Regions from separate parts of the Anser cygnoides genome. Here region 2 is linked to region 1. Evidence: chromatin contacts called from public Hi-C data. All regions are on one chromosome and are shown on one strand. Each heading gives the region's core, a stretch centred on a gene start, on an enhancer-like site or on the middle of the called end of the contact. The rest is flanking DNA. Distances are from core to core; before and after follow the strand shown.

Region 1 (2,700 bases), core at 44-2,543:
GCTCGGGGCGGGGTGACGGGACCGGGGTGCGTGCCCCGCTGTCACGCGTTCCCTTAGCTCTGCGGGGGATTTCGGTGCCTTTTCTCCCCCATCTCCGCGTGCTCTCACCCCGGTTTTGCAGGCGGGAATGACCCTCCTCACCGTCTTCTCTTGCAGAAATGGCAGCGCCGCTTCTTCATCCTCTACGAGCACGGGCTGCTGCGCTACGCCCTCGACGAGATGGTGAGTGCTGCCCGGCAAACCCGGGGGGGCGTCGCTGGGGGCAGGGACCTGCGGTGGCAGCGCGCACAGTGCGTGGTGTGGGGAGGTCCCTGTCATCCCCTGGAGCTTTGTGGCCAAGCCCAGGCATCGCAGGGCACTGGGGAAAACTCGGTTTTTGGTATAAACCCGCAGTGGGAGCGCGATGCTGACGGATCTGGTGCAGGTGGGGGGGTCATCCGGCTCGGCGTGCTGTCCCCAGGGCGCCCCGTGCCCCCTTCCCGTCCCGTCCCTCGGTGCTCGCTGGGGTTCGGTGGCGGAGAATCGCCTCGGCTGTGTCCGGGAAGGAGACAGCGGTGCCCATGGAAAGTAGGTCAGCTGGAACGCCTGCCCGCTGCTCGCCCTTCCCTGGGAGCAGCATCGCTGCGAAAAGAGAGCTTGGGGAAGGAAGGGAGGGAGGGAGGGAGGAAAGAAACTCTCCCCTCTGTTGCAAGCCCCCAGTGGGGTCAGCCCTGGCACCGCGGGGCACGGAGGGTGCATGGAGCAGAGTCCCGCTTCTGTTTGTTTGTTTGTGGTGTTTGCTGGGGCCGGTCCAAGTCCCGTGGATGATTGAAACGCCTCGGATAGGAGGCGTGGAGGCTTTCGGTACGGTTTTAGTGTTGCAGCAACCTGGCCACGCGCTGGGCCGGTGTTTCAAGTCGTGCTGCGAAAGAAAGCCAGCGTGCAGCTGGCTGCTGTGGGGAAATGCCCTGATACGAGGAGGAGGCGTGGAAGGGTGTTGGGAAATGTCAGGTTTATGGGTTTTATTTTTTTTTTTTTTTTTTTTTTGCTGCTTTGCATCCCAGGGAGGATGACCTGCCCCAGGCACCGCTGCGTTGGGGCAGGAGCAGACAGGCAGTGCCCCAGCCCCGTGCCCTGTCCTTTGGATCTTGTGGCCCCACACCCAGGGGACCATCAGCAGGGGGCATGCAGAGGGCTGGCGGAGCATCCCGCGGTTCTCTGGCACCCTTTGGGCTGGCTGGGCAGGGAAAAAGTGGGAAAAAAAACAACAAAAAGAGAGCACGGGAGGAGCGTTACCTCTCCGTACCGAGATGCTGTCCCGCGCCAGCCGCCTGCCTGCGGCACGGTGGCCGCTGCAGCCCATCGGGGCTCCCCGCCTCCTCCACCACCAAGGGGGAGCAACGGGGCTGGGGCTTTGCGCGGGACGATGCTGGCTTTTTGCACGGGGAGGGATCAGCTTTGCAGCCTCTCCTCGCCCGGTCGCAGGGGCGATTTCCCGCTGCGCTCCCCCGGGGGGTGCCCCTGGAAGCTGGGTGGGGGTCCCCCGGGGGCGGCCACCGCAGCGCACCGGGAGCCGGGCAGCAGCTGGCCGGAGACCTCCCAGGCAGCCGGGCGAGCGGATTGCATCGCTCTGCCCTGAACCTGTTAGACATTAATTTTGCGGCTTTTGGCAATTTCTGCTCTTATTAAAAGCGGGGAGGGGAGGAAGGCGTGGGATCGGGAGGGGAGCCCACGGGCTGGCGGCAGTGGCGGAGACGCCAGGCCTGAGGTACCCACGGGCAGCCCCAGCCTCCTCTTCCTCCTCCCCCCCCCCCTCCCCGAGCGGCGTGTTCGTCAGCAAAGGGCACATCTGTTTGCAAGCTGGGGTCAGCAGCTAATGAGCTGCCGCCCTGAAAGAGGGCTGGGAGGGGACGAAGGGCCGTAGTTGGCAGCGGGGCCGGATCCAGGCCTCCGGGCACGGTGCTGCGGCAGTTCTCACGGCTCGCTGCCGGGCGGGTGGAAAACTCCGGGCACGGTCCAAGCGGCCGCGGCCTCCTCCTTGCCCCGGGGAGCCCGAAATCGTGCCTGAATCCCGTCGGTGGGACGGGGCGCGCGGGCGGGGAAGGCACCGAGTTTGGAAGCAGAGAGGTCTCCGGAGGAGCCTGGTTTGGCACCGCGTTCCTCGGCTGAGCCGCTGGCTGGGCTGTTGGCTTTTTTTTTTTTTTTTCTTTTCCTTTTTTCCCCTTCCTTTTACAGTTGGAAGCCGCGCGCTGCTCTGTGCTGATTTTTATGACCGAGTGCTTGTAAGGCACCTGCAAAAAGCAGCCGGCCCCGAGCACCCCGCTCCCTGCAGGGCTCACCGGGACCCCCGAGGGCGGGCGAAGCAGCGTGCGTCCCCTTCCCCTCCGCCCCAGCGAGCAGGGAGCGTGCCAGCGGGGCTGTTCCCAGCTCTGCCGAGCCCTGGGTAAGCCGAGCCTGCTCAGACGTGCACAAATTCCTCGCTCCCAAACAAACGGCAGTGGATGCGGAGGCCGCCCACCCCTCCTGCCGCCCTCCCTGCTGCTGCCGGGGGGGCTCGGCCACCCGATTGCTCGGGGGTCCCGTGCCGAGCCACCAGTGTCACCCCTCGGCTTGCTTGTCCCGTTCCGTAGAGCCCTGTGCGGGATGGGTGGCGTGGAGGGGCTGATGTTCCTCCCCCCAGCAGCCGGTGGGTGGTGAACCCGCTCCTGTGTTGAGTTTAGG
Region 2 (2,700 bases), core at 112-2,611, 440 kb before region 1:
ACGTTTTGATCCTAACTTGGACCTTAGGACTAAGTTATAAACGCTCCTAGTGTCTTGTGGGAAAAACTGTAGGATTTGCCCAAGGTAGACGGAATTAAAGAATTCTACCGACCTCTCTGTTCGGTGATTACCTTGTTACCAGCTCCCGTACATGTAACACTCAGTGAGCCCTTCTAACCTCAGTCCTTTTGCTGTAGATGCTGTCAATACAAAACAGACAGTATGAAATACCGAAGTGGGAAGATTACCTGTTGTTTTTTAATCAGTTAAATAAAGAAACTATTACAAAAAACCTCCCAGAGTAGTTCAAAATACCATTTAGATACCTTGCTGTAGGAAAAGACACCTCAAATGCCCAGGTAAAGTTTCAAAAGTAATGATTGTTTAAGCACTTAAGTTACAAAAATGGAAGAATGACTCCAGGAATTCAAACACAAGTTAAAGGTGCACAGTTTAAATTCAGAAAAAGAAAAATTTTGTTTGCTCAAGTTAAATTCTTGGCATCGCTTCTGATTTTGAATGAAGTACATTGGCTGGTTTAGAACACTGGTTTTAACTCCTGGAAAAACTGAACTCCACAATCTTAGGTTTGTTTGCTAATTATTCAGTCCGTTATGATCCCTTTCAACATCCGCCCGAGATGTTACAAACTGCTCCTCGCTTTCCTTATGCATTTTTTTCCCCTCATTTGTTCAGAGGGCTCAGCCTAAACCCTTCTTGTTTGCAAACGAAATAAAAAAAACACAGGAAGCCCTAAACACACGACAGTGTTTGTTCCTGGCTGGTGAAGGGCACCAGCATTAAAAGGTGAGCGGTGACCCTGGCTACCTGCCAGTGGCAATGCACGTCTCGGCTCGCTGCTCGGGCCTGGTGCCAGATGCTGAACACCGAGGGGATGTGGGGACAAGTCAGGGGGTGACAGCGGTGGCACCCCTCAGCCAGCAGGAGCAGGGGCACGCAGCTGTAAGGAAGCCGCGGCAGAGGGGAAAGGAAGAGAACGGGACAGAAGCAAGGCTTGTTCCAAAAAAAGACTGTAATTACAGAGATATTAATAGCTTCTGGAAGGCAAGATTTTATAATTCATTCACCTACTTCTGCTCTTTCTATTAACCCTAATACGGAGTCGCTGTTTTCTTCTATCTGACATTTGCCCACTTGTTGCAGGGGAAACATTCCTTGTACTGTAATAAACTTTGCCAGGAATTAGTATGAAAGCTATTAGTACGTGGAGGAAGAAAAATCTCATTTAACAATGAGTCCAAGCTAAAGGTATAACAGGAGAAGGAAACAATGAGTAAGAAACGTTTTTGTTGCTGCTGCCGTACAGTTAGCCTTGTCCACAAGAAGCCCATTCACGCACCCTCCGCAATCTCCCTAATCACCTATTAGTCACCCCAGTGGTAATTCCCTACAAGTACTTTGGCTTGGGTCGTGCAACGGCTGGGAGACCCAAGTGACATCAGCTCTCCTCCGATTTCCAGGCAGTGAGACGCGCTTCCCGGCGCGGAGAGGCACGCGCCCGAGGAAATGTGGGTCAGCGAGCGCGCATCCTACCGCTGAACGTGCGCGCTGCTCTCCAGGGACTCGCGGCGGCGTGACTCAGGAGCAGCGGGCTGGCTGCAGGCTCACGATGCTCGTCTATTAATGAGATTATCACCGTTCCTCGCCGGCCTGTCCACACCACGCCGCCAGGCAGCTAGAACAGATCTTCAAGGAGCCCAGCACTCACAGAGCGAAATGTTGTGTTTTACGGCCGTGCTGAACAGCACTGAAAACGTTAAAACGACGTGGAACACCGACAGCCACATCACGCAACAGTAGCCATTAAGAGGAAACGTCTGCCTTTGAAAATAATTAATCACCCGTTGTGTTTGCCTATAAACATCCCGATCTAACAGGCATGTGTTTCGCTCAGCCGAGCAGCAGCAAGATGGACAACCAGACTAGGCTGCTCGACTGGGGACGGAGGCATCAGGAGCGGTACCCTGCCCTGAAAGCACCCATTTGCCTCCCCCGGCAGCGCCCGGGCTGGATGTGGTTAACCAGTAACCTCACGCAGCGCGCTAGCCAGCCCTTCTGCCAAGCAGGGCTCCCCAGCAGTACCAAAGTTCAGCAGATCCACGCCAGATCAATGTCACCGCTCTCTTACACAAGCAAAGCCGGCCTCTCCACTTTAGGTACTTTCAACAAAACGTCTAATTCTTGCGTGACCTACGGGAGGCACAAAACCGCGCGAGCTGAATGGCACCAAACAAGATTTCATGAAAAGCAGGCTTTTATTCCGAATAAAGCCGTATCAGCCTATGTGTTACTCCCTTGTTCTAATTATATAGGACAGCATCTATTTAAACTGCCAAGTTAATGACTTCGAATTTGATCAATAGGCTCTGTTTATTCAGCCCAGCGCTACTGACGGTCACCAGGGATGAACAACAAAACAAACAGACTGGTTACAGCAAATCTGCGGTTGAGGTGGGGTGCATACGAAAAATCCACAACCTGCGATTTAATCGGGGGGTGGGGAGGGAAGCCCACTGCCACAGCGAGACGCCCCATTTCCCTTTGTGTCCATAAAACATTTATCCGCGTTGTTCCGCGAAGAGCGAAGTTGTGAGCTGCGTGAGCTCAAGCATGACTAACATCACGGATACAGAAGGACTCCGAGCCTTATCTTGTACCATCTAGCTATGTTAAATATTT

Evidence for each region. A called contact is a pair of places that touch in the nucleus more often than the background predicts.
Region 2: a contact with region 1 is called in a Hi-C map of liver, with 1.8 times the contacts expected there. The contact joins two enhancer-like sites. A contact is called at or near these places in 2 of 7 Hi-C or Micro-C datasets (both in liver).

What each region holds. Positions count from the first base shown.
Region 1 is chr15:3,402,949-3,405,648 of Taihu_goose_T2T_genome, reverse strand. It overlaps MPRIP (myosin phosphatase Rho interacting protein), which reads left to right. Exons shown (of 24, transcript XM_066977802.1): 3 at 157-222. Among named protein-coding and RNA genes, the nearest start is that of MPRIP, 13 kb to the left of the region's middle. Within about 2 kb of position 1,293, at least 1 of the 3 cell types and tissues checked has open chromatin away from gene starts, as enhancers often do. A contact at or near this core is called in liver, where this site is marked.
Region 2 is chr15:3,846,427-3,849,126 of Taihu_goose_T2T_genome, reverse strand. All of the region lies in intron 1 of SMURF1 (SMAD specific E3 ubiquitin protein ligase 1), which reads right to left. Among named protein-coding and RNA genes, the nearest start is that of SMURF1, 15 kb to the right of the region's middle. Within about 2 kb of position 1,361, at least 2 of the 3 cell types and tissues checked have open chromatin away from gene starts, as enhancers often do. A contact at or near this core is called in liver, where this site is marked.